5 separate regions of the Mus musculus genome follow, and all the other regions are linked to region 5. A link is a contact called in public Hi-C, HiChIP or PLAC-seq and promoter capture Hi-C data. All regions are on one chromosome and are shown on one strand. Each heading gives the region's core, a stretch centred on a gene start, on an enhancer-like site or on the middle of the called end of the contact. The rest is flanking DNA. Distances are from core to core; before and after follow the strand shown.

The links. Promoter capture Hi-C pulls out the DNA fragments that hold promoters and counts their contacts. A called contact is a pair of places that touch in the nucleus more often than the background predicts. HiChIP or PLAC-seq counts read pairs in DNA pulled down with a chosen protein or histone mark.
Region 1: a contact with region 5 is called in a Hi-C map of trophoblast stem cells, with 6 times the contacts expected there. The contact joins the enhancer-like site here to the promoter of Clec2d in region 5. A contact is called at or near these places in 6 of 39 promoter capture datasets (cranial neural crest, embryonic stem cells, hippocampal neurons and 2 more), 1 of 484 Hi-C or Micro-C datasets (trophoblast stem cells) and 1 of 9 other capture datasets (liver).
Region 2: a promoter capture Hi-C map of 3T3-L1-derived adipocytes shows a contact between it and region 5, with 4 times the contacts expected there. The contact joins the promoter of Itfg2 here to the promoter of Clec2d in region 5. A contact is called at or near these places in 6 of 39 promoter capture datasets (the 3T3-L1 cell line, 3T3-L1-derived adipocytes, hippocampal neurons and 3 more) and 1 of 115 datasets of contacts at active chromatin or transcription factors (memory CD8 T cells).
Region 3: a FOXA1 HiChIP or PLAC-seq map of pancreatic cancer cells shows a contact between it and region 5. The contact joins the promoter of Rhno1 here to the promoter of Clec2d in region 5. A contact is called at or near these places in 2 of 39 promoter capture datasets (both in the 3T3-L1 cell line) and 2 of 115 datasets of contacts at active chromatin or transcription factors (memory CD8 T cells and pancreatic cancer cells).
Region 4: a contact with region 5 is called in an H3K4me3 HiChIP or PLAC-seq map of pro-B cells, with 2.8 times the contacts expected there. The contact joins the enhancer-like site here to the promoter of Clec2d in region 5. A contact is called at or near these places in 3 of 39 promoter capture datasets (the C10 cell line, pre-B cells and stem cell-derived epiblast-like cells) and 2 of 115 datasets of contacts at active chromatin or transcription factors (embryonic stem cells and pro-B cells).

The regions. Positions count from the first base shown.
Region 1 is chr6:128,651,785-128,654,484 of GRCm38.p6, reverse strand. No RefSeq gene overlaps it. Among named protein-coding and RNA genes, the nearest start is that of Gm34617, 4.3 kb to the left of the region's middle. Within about 2 kb of position 1,269, at least 7 of the 459 cell types and tissues checked have an H3K27ac peak or open chromatin away from gene starts, as enhancers often do. A contact at or near this core is called in trophoblast stem cells, where this site is marked.
Region 2 is chr6:128,423,596-128,426,327 of GRCm38.p6, reverse strand. It overlaps Itfg2 (integrin alpha FG-GAP repeat containing 2), which reads left to right and starts at 1,418. Exons shown (of 12, transcript NM_133927.1): 1 at 1,418-1,610. The coding sequence starts at 1,515.
Region 3 is chr6:128,361,645-128,364,403 of GRCm38.p6, reverse strand. Rhno1 (RAD9-HUS1-RAD1 interacting nuclear orphan 1) reads left to right here and starts at 1,493. Exons shown (of 3, transcript NM_001326585.1): 1 at 1,493-1,565. Foxm1 (forkhead box M1) reads right to left here and starts at 1,410. Exons shown (of 8, transcript NM_008021.4): 1 at 1,287-1,410.
Region 4 is chr6:128,603,274-128,605,973 of GRCm38.p6, reverse strand. No RefSeq gene overlaps it. Among named protein-coding and RNA genes, the nearest start is that of Klrb1a, 18 kb to the left of the region's middle. Within about 2 kb of position 1,298, at least 4 of the 459 cell types and tissues checked have an H3K27ac peak or open chromatin away from gene starts, as enhancers often do. A contact at or near this core is called in pro-B cells, where this site is marked.
Region 5 is chr6:129,179,236-129,181,961 of GRCm38.p6, reverse strand. It overlaps Clec2d (C-type lectin domain family 2, member d), which reads right to left and starts at 1,347. Exons shown (of 5, transcript NM_053109.3): 1 at 1,215-1,347. The coding sequence starts at 1,281.

The sequences.
Region 1 (2,700 bases), core at 20-2,519, 530 kb after region 5:
TCCTTTAGGAGCCGCACAGCACTCAGAACTGTGCATACTGGTTTGTGATCGTACAAATTCAGTATGGGCATCGCTTGGTGCAGAGAGCTACTGCAGGGGAAGGTCCAGCTTGACCATTTCTGAGTTTCCTGTGAGATAAACCCGGTTTGAAAGAGGTTGGTATCAAATTTTGGCTAAAAATCAAAAATATTTTTCGGCTCTGCCTCCCCTCCCCAAAAGATACCGAGAGCCACAAGTGTGGGTCTTAACAGTACCCACGGGAGGAATCGGGTCAATGTCCACCCAAGCCAAGGTTAAAAGCCCACTCATCTACGGATGAGAAAATCATTTGATCACCTCAATTAAGTGTTGCCTTATTTAACTTAATTAATAGGGGGGAGAGAGATTGGAGACCGTACTATTGAAAGGGCAAGCCCTTCACTGCCTCCCACCCAAATAAAAAAGCCAATTGGCCTTGTACTACAGAGCCGGTCGAACCCCTTCTCCCTGTTTCCCACCTATCATCCAAAAATGCGGAGGAATATCAACTTAGTGTTATTCTTATTATAGTGTATTTCAAAATTGTTCAGTCAAACTTAGCCAGAGTTCCAACGCCCTACTTAAAATTCCACTAGAAAGTTACCTACTCAGTACTAATTAGCATTATACAGTCACAGCCTGCAGCTCCAGGCTTTTCAGTTAGTTGTTTACTAAGATAAGAAAGGACAGTCTAGCCAGATACAGTTTACCATTAAAAAAGTTAAAGAATCCCAGAAAAGCAGGTTTTTTCTTTAGCCCTAGATTCCAGGCAGAACTATTGAGCATAGATAATTTCCCCCCCCCCCCTCAGGCCAGCTTTTTCTTTTTTTAAATTTTGTTAATAAAAGGGAGGAAATGTAGTCTCCCCTCCCCCAGCCTGAAACCTGCTTGCTCAGGGGTGGAGCTTCCTGCTCGTTCGTTCTGCCACGCCCACTGCTGGAACCTGCGGAGCCACACACGTGCACCTTTCTACTGGACCAGAGATTATTCAGCGGGAATCGGGTCCCCTCCCCCTTCCTTCATAACTGAGTGTCGCAACAGTAAAATTGGAGCTTTGATCAGAGTAACTGTCTTGGCTACATTTCTTTCTCTCGCCACCTAGCCCCTCTCCTCTTCCAGGTTTCCAAAATGCCTTTCCAGGCTAGAACCCAGGCTGTGGTCTGCTGGCCAGACACAACACTTAAAGCATTTACATACTGATTCCATTCCAAATATTTAGCATGAATGTGGCATCTGGGGTAGATATCTGCTATCACCACTTAAAAATCTTTCCTTGCTGATAATGGCCCTTGTATGATGTATACAGCCCTGCTGTTGGCCACCAAGGGCTCTAAAACCACAGGAAGCTATTTCAGAACTGCAAGCCTGAGAAGTTTCAGTCCTCTGTTTGCATGGTTGTCCCTGTTCACAGAAGTAGAGACTCCAGGGGCAGTGAGAATCTCCCCTAAGGTCTTGTCATCAATGAGCACTGGGAACAGCTCTTGAATGCAAGCACAGCCATTTTGAACAGACCCATTTCACGGTAATGGTAAAACACAGAGCCAGTTGCCTCCATAGTAAAAGACCGCAATTTCCTAAGTAGTGCATTTCCTCCCACTTTTATACATGTGTAAAATACTTCAAGAGAGCTTTGATAATCACCCTTGTGAGGCTACCCACTGCTGCAGTTCATTTGAACATGGCAGCAAGCATTGTACACACATTCCAGGGTTCAACATGGATGAGTGTCAGAAGTGTGGTGATCAAATCAAGCCCTAAGGTTTGCACAAGTCCCTAGGTGCAAAACTGGTGCATGGGATTCCAGTGGACTCTGCATCTGATTCATATCATAAATAAGTGGTGAAGAGGAGTGAGATATGATTGAAGACGTGAGTGCAATGGCAGACTCTGCAGAATATATATATATATATATATATATATATATATATTTAGGGTTTCCAGCCAAGGAAATGAAATACATGGCTTCCTGCGTGACAATGGGATCAGCAGTAGCAGAAACTACACAGAAAGGAAGTGGATTTGTAGCAAATCCAGTAACTACACCTTACTGTGCTAGCAGTTTTGTGTCCTGGCTATGTCATAGCAATCATGAGCAACACATAACAACTTATTTATTGTTGCTGCCTCATTAACGACCTGCTAAAATCATTATCACAATCAGTGCATAATGCATGGTTGCATCAAAGATGACAACAACTCTCTCTGAGGACTATTCATATGTGTGCTTGAGACAGGGGTGGGGTGGGAGATATACAGAGGATCAGGAAATTGAATAGAGGTGTGTAGCAATGGGGGATGGGGAACTAGGGGTAGTCAACAGAAAGTCCCAGATGCCAGGAAAGCAAGAGGCTACCAGGACCCCACAGGAATGATATTAGCTGAAATACCCAACAAAGGGGAAGGAGACCTGTAGAGGCCATATCTACAGGTTAGACATGGCCCCTAGTTGAGGGATGGGGCCACCTATCCTTCTCAAATTTTAACCCAGAATTGCTCCTGTCTGAAGGAAATATAGGGACAAAGAATGGAGCAGAGACTGAAGGAAAGGCCACCCAGAGACTGCCCCACCTGGGGATTGATCCATCCCATATGCAATCACTAAACCCATTCACTATTGCAGATGCCAAGAAGTCCTTGCTGACAGGAGCCTGATACAGTTTTCTCCTGAGAGGCTCTGCCAGA
Region 2 (2,732 bases), core at 169-2,668, 760 kb after region 5:
TCAGACTTCTTTCACCACCTTTGACATAGAACGTAGGACATCTCTGGTCCAGCACCCCCTAAGATGAGAAGCCAAATGTAGATTAGCTTGCACATGTAAAACTAAAGGGTTTTCCTCCTTAAGAGAGTCTCAGTGTGTTTCAGGCTGGCCTCAGACTGCATGTGATTGACAATAATCCTGAACTGCTGCCTCTGCGTCCCTAGCGCCAGGACTACAGGAATTTCTATCGAGTGTCTTTTGTTTTTATTGACTTTTTGTTGGAGATGGGGTCTCATGTAACCAAAGCTGACATAGAATTACACAGCCAAGGCTGATACTGATCTCTTGATCCTCCTGCCTCTGCCTCCCAGGTGCTAGAATTACAGGCGAGCACTACCACATGTAGTTTAACTAACACTCCTGTTGCCTTGATCACATCTCAGAAGAAAGGCAGAACCTGGTTTATCAGGGAAAGTATCCCAAGCAGCCCCAGTCATGAGAATAATGGCCCCACCTAAACTAGAGTAAGGCCACTAGAAACAGGTCTCTTTGTGCTGGGGTGGGGCTACATCATGCCTCGGGTCCAGAATCCCAGCAGCCTTCACTTCCATGGGAACTGCAATAGTGACAAAAGAGCTCTAACATTTTACATCAGACATCTTGGTTTGAATCTCACGTCTACCACTTTCTGCAAAGTTACTCAATCTTGATGAACATGGTTTCCTCACCTGAAGAAACAATAAAGCTTACATAATTTTGCTGATTAAATAATACATGTAAGGTGTGCTTTGCAATAGGTATTTTTCAAACTGCTGCCCATAAAGTACACAGCATAATTTTTTCATTATAATCCAGGGTATATATATATATATATATATATCCCCAAAACAAGGCTTTAACAAAATAACACGATTTACTACTTAGATCTTTTTCTCTTTGTCTGTTTTCATATTTTTAAAATCTTTGTGGTGGCTCTCCTGCTACATGTGTATGTGTGCATCACCTAGGTGCCTGGGAAGCCAGAAGAGGTTGTCTGGCGTCGGACTTCTTAGAACTGGAATTACAGATGGATGGGTGCGAGCACCATGTCGGGGCTAGGAATCTTCCCAGGGTCCTCTACAAGAGCAAGCAGCCAGTGCTCTTAATTGCTGAGCTCTATTTTTGGCCCCTTAAGTTTTGTTTTTGTTTTTTTTTTAACGTGGGTTGTAATCCACTACATTGCGTTGACAACTCCATTAGGGAATTTCATAAAAATTGTTGGAAAACAAAGCTGTTAATTATGACGGCTATTACTATGACCCGAGGGATGGTCTGAATCCCCCTCAGAGAAAAAGGTCAAGCCCCAGGTATCAAGTCAGCTCCTGGCACGGAAGGCCCGCCTCCTCCCCTAAGGTTAGGGGAAGAAAGCCGGAACTCAAGGCTTAAGCGGTGACGTAGACTTCCGGTTCGGTGGCCTGACACGCGTGCACGGCTGTCCTGAGGGCTCGGGGGTCGTTTTGGTGCAGTGGCCCGGCACCTCAGCCCTCCAGAGTGCCATGAGGTCGGTTAGTTATGTGCAGCGCGTGGCGCTGGATTTCAGCGGGAGTCTCTTCCCGCACGCCATCTGCCTCGGAGACGTGGATAACGACGCGGTGAGTGCATGCGCACTGCAAACCACTGCATTTGGGCGGAGCGAGATGGGGGTGGTGGGAACGACACGATGGCGTGTTGTGCGCTTGCGCACTGGAGTCAACATGGCGTGCGGAACAGAAAATTTTGATTGACAGTATCGCTCTGAGACCGTCACTGCAGGAGGCTTAGTTGGGCCAGAGCCTCTAGTAGTTATTTTTTGTTTTAGCTTTAAAATTTATGTGTAGAGTGTTTTGCTTGCATGTGTGTCTGTGTACCGTGTGTGAGCAGTGCCCGTAAAAGCCAGAAGAGGAACGCTGGGTCCCCTAGAACTGGCGTTAGAGACATTTGTGAGCTGCCACTGCTGGGGATTAAACCCCATTCCTCTGGAAGAGCTAATGTCCTATCGCTGAGTCATCACTCCAGCCATATTTTATTTTTTTATCATTAATTTTAAGAAGACAGGTTGTTGGTTCTCTTGCACAGTTCAGTGATTGTCAGGATAGGAGGTTGTAAAAGCCTGTTTCCCGCGTTATTTCCTTTCGTAGCCGCAATTCCCTTGCAAAACATCTTTACATTTCAAAGCCCATTTTTTAACCTGTAAATTGCATTTAATAATATCCCTCTACCTATAGCTTTCCCTCCCCCCCCCCCCATTCCCCATGCTACCATGCTTGCCCACACTCTTGGCTGCTATTGCCACACTGTTGTATTGCTCCTACACTGGAATTAACCGGTAGATATCTCTGCTGCCTCCAACCTACCGCAGATACCCCATAATCAGTGTGGACCATGCGAGGCTTCTACTGTGCCTACCCAGAATTGACTCAGGTGTCTGGCGACTTTGTAGTGTTACCTCTTCGTTGAAATACAAAAGCAATTTCTACCTACTTTTTTTCTTTCCTAGGCAGTTGATGCTTTTCTCGTCATTTAAATAAATAAATGCACATTAAGCAGGTAGAACGATGACAGGCACACAGTTAAGGCTCTGGAACTGTTAGTGTTAACAGTATTAGCAGCCCCACCCCACCCCCGCCGCCAGGCCTACCATAGGAAATATTAAAAAAAAAAAAAAATGGGACTGTACCTAGTATGTTCAGATTTCTTTCTTTCTTTCTTTCTTTCTTTTTTTTTTTTTTTTTTTT
Region 3 (2,759 bases), core at 244-2,743, 820 kb after region 5:
GTGAATGCTTGTAAGTGTTCTACAATAAAAACCCCAATCCTTTTGAATTGGGAAAAAAAAAAAAAGATTTTCAAGAGCTTCCATTAACCACTGAGCCATCTCCCCAGCCCCATTACATTAATTTTTTTTTTAAAGTGTGTTTTTCTTCTTTCAAAATTTGCAAAGCATTTGCACAATGATATTTTGGTACCTGAAAGTAACTATATTTTAGTGGGATTTTTTTGTTTTTTGTTTTGTTTTGTTTTGTTTTTGAGACAGGGTTTCTCTGTGTAGCCCTGGTTGGTCTGCAACTCAGAAATCTGCCTGCCTCTGCCTCCCAAGTGCTGGGATTAAAGGCATGCGCCACCACTGCCTGGCAATATTTTAGTTTTGTGAGTATAATACTCTATATACCTTGATCTTCTGCTTCAAAAGTAAGATTGTAATACTGATCTCCTTCATACTAAGATGTGCCATCATTAATAAGCTTAAGGTGGCTTTTATATTTGAGACAGAATCGCCTGTAGTCCAGGCTGGCTTTGAACTGCTGAGCCTCTGGCCTCTAATTTTCTAGTTGCTGAGATTACAGTCACTCACCACTATGCCTGGCTATGCTAAAGTGGTTTTGAAACGCTAAGGAAGGAAGTCTTTAGAAAAAGCATTCCTATGGATTTTTTTATAGGTAGATAGAATAATTTATCATTAAGTTAAATCCTGTCACTTTTGCAATCCTGTGAGAAACAGAGAAAGCAGCTGTCGCTTTAGGACACCTGCCAAAGAAGGGATTACACTCTTTTGACGTTTGCCAGCTGCTTAAGAGTTCTCAGGTCCCTTCCACCCTGCAGCTCTCTTCATACTCCGTTCTCTCGACCTTCAAATCTCAGTTTTCGTTTTCCTTCCCATTGCACCCCACCCCAATCAGATGTTAGACACCCCCCCCCACCACCACAGGGGCTCTCTTTGACCAGCCTTTCCCTAACACTCCCAATATCTTCTAGCGGAAGGAGACTTGCAGAGCCACCCCACGACCCCATTATTCTCCACACTCAACAGGGAACCTTGCAACCAACACTCAGCCAGGATCCCGCCCTGCAGCGGTGGAGGCGGAGGCAGGGTTGACTGCAAATGCAGACTCCGAGGGCAGGCCTGTTCCCAGGGTCCGGGGATGCTCGGAGAACACGGCGGCGGCAAGGCCGAGGCCGGAGGCTCAGACCTTCTTCCCGGCGGTGCCCAACACCCCCTCGCGCCCCACAGCCCCGGCAGTGCCGACTCCGAGCCCTCCCTGGACCCGGCCGCACCCCACTCACCTCACAGGCCGCGTCTGCTCCACGCGGGGCCGAGCCGGGCCCGGGCGGCGGGTCCCGGCGGGACGGCCGGGGTGGGAGCCCGGGGCGGGGTGACGGGGGAGCCCGGGCCGGGGGTGGGTCCCGCAGCGCCGCTTTCAGTTGTTCCGCTGTTTGAAATTGGCGCCGGCGGAGCGTTGCGGTCACGTGACGGAGCGTCGCCAATCGGCACCGGCTTGTCTCCGGGTTCCGGCCCCGAACGCTCGGTGTCCTGAGGAGCGGCGGCCGCGGCCGGGAGGGCGGGTAAGGCGGCCCCGGCGGGGCTCGAGGGGCGGCGGGAGGGACGCGGGGACGCGCGGACGGCGGCCAGCAGCCTGCTCCGCCCCGCCCCGGACCGCCCTGCCTCAGTGGTCGACTTCCTTCCGGGACAGCGTACGCCACTTCCCCGGGCTGGCTACCCACTCGGTTACCCCTGGGTCCCCCGCCCCGCTCAGTCCACGCGGCTCCGTGGGGTCCGGCTTGGGTTTCTGGCCCTAGACTTGCGGTTACGTGGCTCCGCCCCGCTCCGGTCTGTGGCCGCCTCCTCCCGGGCCCCAGCCCCCGAGGTGTCCGGACGATCGTTTATTCCCTCGAAGTACTTTACGATAAGAGCGGAGGATACAGCGGCGGACCCGGGCGTCCTCCCCCTGGCCTCAGCGTCTGATGGCGAGGGAGCACAGAATGAGATGAACAGATCGGTAGAATTCTAGCTACAGAGGAACAAGTTAGAGGCCGGTGGGTTTTGTCTGACACAAGGTTGTGTAGAATTCTGGATCCTCGTGTTTCCGCCTTCGGAGTAGCCGGGGTCACTGGCTCGCCCTCCCGCAGCCTCCTGTGATAACTTTGTTTATTTTAATGAGATCTTGACTTAGGACAGTAAAGCCGTTCTTTCTTTCTTTCCTTTTTTTTTTTTTAAAGGAGCTGAGAACGCGGTGTAAGATCTGTTACCCATTACACAGAAGAGAGGGAAACCCTGAAGTAAATAGAGAAGGGAGAGCTGCTTTGACCGGGAGGAGGCCTGCTGAATACAAAGGCCTAAGATGTAGTGAGTGTGGTATGCTATGAGACAGGAGGCAGGGTCTTCGCCTTTCTGAATTTTGTTCTTATTTAATATTTGAAGGAACCCGGTTAGAAGTTGTAAGCAGCTAGGTATGTGGCACGTACCAATAATCCTGGTGTGAGACAAAAGGGCCTCACATTAGTCTAGTCTGGGCTACATAATAAGACTGTGTTTGAAGAGTGAGCAGAGTGTGGTGGTGCACACCTTTAATTCCAGCACCCAGGAGGCAGAGGCAGGCAGATCTCTGAATTCCAGGCCAGCCAGGTCTACATTGCCAGCCCCAGGCTAGCCAAGGCTACATAACAAGACTCTATCTCAAAGATTAATAAAAATAGGCAAAGGCTGAGCAGAAACGAGCCAAAACCTGACTTCGATTTTGTTTGGGTAAGAGATTATAT
Region 4 (2,700 bases), core at 49-2,548, 580 kb after region 5:
TGTGGTCTCTTTATTCTTAATCTGTTAATTTATCCAGCCTCCATGGTAGGAGCTGTCATTGCTGACCAAGGCAGGAGACTCAGAAGCAGGAGACATACTTGGCCCCAAACAGCTGGCTTCCAGGCATTTGATAGTTTCATTGAATTCTAAATTTGGATGTCAGCATCCATGCAGAGTCTCTCAGTTTCCTGTAATGCTACTTCCAGTGGGTCTGACATGCTCTCCTGGCCTCTGTGAGCACTACACACACACTCACACATACACACACACACACACACACACACACACACACACACACTCACACACACACACACACTCATACACACTTACACATACATACACACACACACATACCAAATCTTTACAAAAGACACAAAAGTGTATGTATTTCTCAGGTACTATGTTTACATATATACTATACTATGTGTATACATATACTATGTGTATATACACATTGGATAATGTCTGAAACTGGGTACACAAAGCTAACTTCTTGAACCTTTATCATTTCTTATGATGAAAGCATTAAATCGTTCTTTTCGCTTCCCTCCCCCTTTTAAGTACTTTATCATTTGATCTATAGTTACTCTAACTGTGCAATAGCACAGGGGAACTTTATACTCCTGGCCAATGGTAACTTAGTTCTCACCAATCCAAAGCTCTTTTCTTTAGAAGCAACTTCTGTTCTGCAAATAGCGACACTGCACAAAAAAATTTCATAGTATCTATAACTGCATATATGTCTAAAAAATTTTTTTTTACTTTTTGAAGTAGGGTTTCTGTGTGTTAGTCCTGGCTGTCCTGGAATTTTCTCTGTAGACCAGGCTGGCCTCTTACTCACAGAAATCTGCCTGCCTTTGCCTCTCAAGCGCTGGGATTAAAGGTGTGCACCACCACCACCCAGCCACCCAGTACAAATTTTGAATATTTTGATTTAACTCGCTCTTGCTCTCACTCTGTAACCAAAAGGGAAATGGTAATTCTTCCAACCAGAAGAAAAGCAACCCCAAATCTTCAAAACCAGTTCCTTCATTTTCTCCTCTCAAAGCTTGTGTCTTGGTGAAGTCACAAAATTAATCAGCAGGAGAGCTGGAACTTGAACCCAGATCTCTCCAAAGCTACCAACTGTTGCTTCTTAGACTTCCAGATGAACTGCAAATTAACTGGTCATTTGAGGACTTTCTCGTGGCGCACTGCCTTCTGGGGCAACTTCGCTTGGTTCCCTTCCTAGATCAGGCAAACCAGGGTAGATGTTAGTTACATTAGAAAGCATTTGCTTCTGCATTCACAGAATTTCAAAAGTGAGTCTATCGCCACCTTGTGTCCATAATATACAACTGCAACGTTGAAAGTATAGCACTTAGGGGGACTTTTCACATTTACCTAAAGGATGGGGAATGCTCTGTGTACACTGATATCTCTCAACCCAGGACCAATCATCATTATTGTTTTTTATTTCAAATGTACCTCATCCCTCTCTTGACTCCTCTTTTCTGAATGACTTGATAGTTGCAGGAAAAAACTAAGAAATAAAAAAATAAAATAAAATAAAAACCTAGCCGGGCAGTGGTGGCGCACACCATTAATCCCAGCACTTGGGAGGCAGAGGCAGGCAGATTTCTGAGTTCGAGGCCAGCCTGGTCTACAAAGTGAGTTTCAAGACAGCCAGGGCTATACAGAGAAACCCTGTCTCGAAAAGCCAAAATAAATAAATACAACCTAACATTCTAAGATCGGTCCTATATCTGAATTTTCTAAATTTTGCTAAACTATCATTAATATATTTTAGATCCTCCCTTCTCAATCCAGAGTTCAGCCCCAGTTTAGCGTTTACCATTGGTTGTAGACACTTTGGTCTCTTTTAATAAAGAGCAATCCATCCTTTTCTCTCCCACTGGCATCCATTGAAGAGTCCAGGACCAGCGTTCTGGGTGTGTGTGACCGAACATTTTATCCTTATTTCAGTTCCAGTGTTAAAAATTTGACTTCCAAGTTCTTTGACATTTTCCACGGGAAATGTGTACAGAGGGTGACCTCTCCCTTTCAGTCTGGTGACATAGAGGAGGATATCATTTAATCCATGGTTATTTGTTTGTTTGTTGTTTTTTGTTTGTTTGTTTTTTCGAGACAGGGTTTCTCTGTATAGCCCTGGCTGTCCTGGAATTCACTTTGTAGACCAGGCTGGCCTCGAACTCAGAAATCCGCCTGCCTCTGCCTCCCAAGTGCTGGGATTAATGGCGTGTGCCAACCACGCCCAGCCTTAGTCCATGTTTTGTTTTCAAACCTAAACTGTTAACAAATAGAATGAAATTAGTAGTATTTGAAGGGATGTACAAGTGACCTGTGTAAAGGCCAATAACTGTCTAATAAAGGTTAAACACTGGGAGCTTTTCTCAAGCAGAGTCAAGCACTCTGTAGGCAACAGTAATAGGTAGTGACGTGTGAAGAAAGGTAAGGCATGAGAATCTTTTAATACAGCTGTCACTCCTGAAGAATACCGTCTAAAATCCTAGAAGTGAACCTTTTGTGAACAAGTCATGTGAAAATCTACTATTTTATGAGCTACTTAAAAATATACATTAGTAAACAGCTTAAAATGGAGGTACCCTGCATGAGTGGAGAGTGCTGCTCCCAGATCACAGGTTTTAGAATTAAGAGCACAGTGCCATCTCTTGGTATCTCTGATACAAGATATCTCTG
Region 5 (2,726 bases), core at 98-2,597:
TACTGCTTCAAAGGAGTGAAGTTGTGTAATGCCTGCAGCTAGTTATACAACAGCTGCACTTGAGACAGGAGCTCCACATTCACAAGACAGGCTTCAAAATGCCTGCAGCTAGCTATGCAACAGCTGCACTTGAGACAGAAGCTCCACATTCTCAGGAAATGTTTCCAATGGCTAAATATTTGTGTATTTGATTTTAAAAAGTCAACCCTGCTGAGGCAGAGGGAGCAGGAGTTCCAGGCCAGCTTGGGGTAAAGTATGAGACTTTGCCAAAGAATCAATCAATCAATCAATCAGTCAGTCAGTCATCATCATCCTCAGTAATAATAATTTATTATAATTTATTATTATTATTATTATTATTATTATTTCAGAATACTTGGTTTAAGTGATAAACATTAGCATTTGTTGGGAATTTTGTATTTTGATAGATGTCAATCTTACTTTCTCAAAATTCAGTAGTCTTTCCACAAATTAAAAAAAAAAAAATTAATGTGAAGAAACAGGAATGAGGGGGAAAAGGAAAATAAAGGAACACAATATAATGGAGCATAGACAGTTTGAAACACAAGAAACACAATTTTGCTTCCTTTCTGAAGAATTAAGTAGGAAACCCCATTATATTCTTTTTCTGTAACTTATCAAGAGCTCAAAACAGAAAGGATTTGGTCCTGAGTAGGTTCAGCGCCCCCCACCCCCACCCCACCCCAAGCCACCCCCTTACAATTCTATTTTAATTACAATGGATCTGCAAAACACAAGCTCCAAGCTTCCCAGGCAACTTCTGCCACTATGCACATTGCAAAGCTGTTGTCTGAGTTTCCTTCACTCAGGGACTTAAAGCAAACGTTTACTACAGCAATTTGATGTAATCCACCAGACTGTAACTTACCAGATCCCTGGGAAGAGTGGACTAGCAAGCTAAGTACAAAGCGAGAACGCTGTGGCTACAGCTCTGGCAGTTAGAAGGTGACTCGCTGCTCATTTCTCTTGCCTGAGAACTATTCGAGTATTGTATGCTCCGATAGAATAACTAATGTAACAACCTCATAGCTAATCCCGACTGCATTCTCCTGCTCTGCAGACCCACAGTGACGGGCTCACAGACGCCCTTCTGTTCTTAATCTTTTGTTCAAGGTTCAACTCTTTTGCCTTCCTGCCCTGTTTGAAACTCCTCTCTGCCCCTCCCATTGGTTCAAATACTATTGAATACTTACCCACTTCTACCTCCTGCGGGCTGCCTGTGGGACTAAGCATAGGTAGGGAAGCCTTTGTGACACACATCTCAGAGCTGAGGAGCTGAGTTTCCACTACAGGATTGAAACTTGAAAGCTGAGAGGCACAAATACGTGGGGAGGTTTCAGTATTTAGCTAATCCTGTAGCTCCTCCTTTCTGTACATACACACACGCTTGGTTGGCTCAGGGCCTAACAAAATCTCATTGGGAAACGCATTTCAAGGTCAGGAGCCACACTGGCGCCATCTGGAGACTGACTTTCCTGTTTGCTTCTGGTTTACTTTGTGTTTCGTTTCTCTTTCAGCACACTCTGATTTAGAAACATAATTCAAGCTGACCTTACTGAGGTCACAGGGATTTTCTTTTTTTTTTTTTTTTAATATTTTTTATTAGGTATTTTCCTCATTTACATTTCCAATGCTATTCCAAAAGTCCCCCATACCCTCCCCCCCCCACTCCCCTGCCCACCCATTCCCACTTTTGGCCCTGGCGTTCTCCTGTACTGGGGCATATAAAGTTTGCAAGTCCAATGGGCCTCTCTTTACAGTGATGGCCGACTAGGCCATCTTTTGATACATATGCAGCTAGAGTCAAGAGCTCTGGGGTACTGGTTAGTTCATAATGATGTTCCACCTATAGGGTTGCAGATCCCTTTAGCTCCCTGGGTACTTTCTCTAGCTCCTTCATTGGGGACTTTGTGCTCTGTCCAATGAATGACTGTGAGCATCTACTTCTGTATCTGCCAGGCACTGACAAAGGCCCTCAGGAGACAGCTATAGCAGGCTCTTGTTGGCATCTGCCTAGTGTCTGGGTTTGGTGGTTGTTTATGGAATGGATCCCCAAGTGGGGCAGTCTCTGGCAGTCTCTTCCTTCAGGCTCTGCTCCAAACTTTGTCTCTGTAACTCCTTCCATGGGTATTTTGTTCCCCCTTCTAAAAAGGATTCTGAGCTTCTGGGCTAATGTCCACTTACCAGTGAGTGCATATCATGTGTGTTCTTTCCTGATTGGGTTACCTTACTCAAGATGATATCCTCCAGATCCATCCATTTGTCTAAGAATTTCATGAATTCATTGTTTTTAACAGCTTTGAACCTCTTACCCTTTCTTATCACAGGCCTGCAACAGTTCTGGGAAACAGAGAACCCTGGGGAGATCAAAAAAACCAAACAGATTTTACTGCGTAATAAATATTTATATCCAATAGTCACATTCAACTATTTGAAACACTGGAGAGTTACCCATTTGGCCCATTAAAAAACTACTTTATTTCTTGAGCGGGGCATATCTATGCCACAGCATATGTGTAGGAGTCTGTCCTCTCCTGCTGCCCTGTTCTCCTGTGATCCAGGCCAGATGGTCAGGATTATGTGGCAAGAGCTTTTAAGCCCTGAGTCCATCTCCTTTGAAAAAATACAACTGTAACTTACTTATTAATTTGTCTTGGTTAAAGTTTTGAAAGAAAGCTGTCAACTCTTTTTTTTATTACATATTT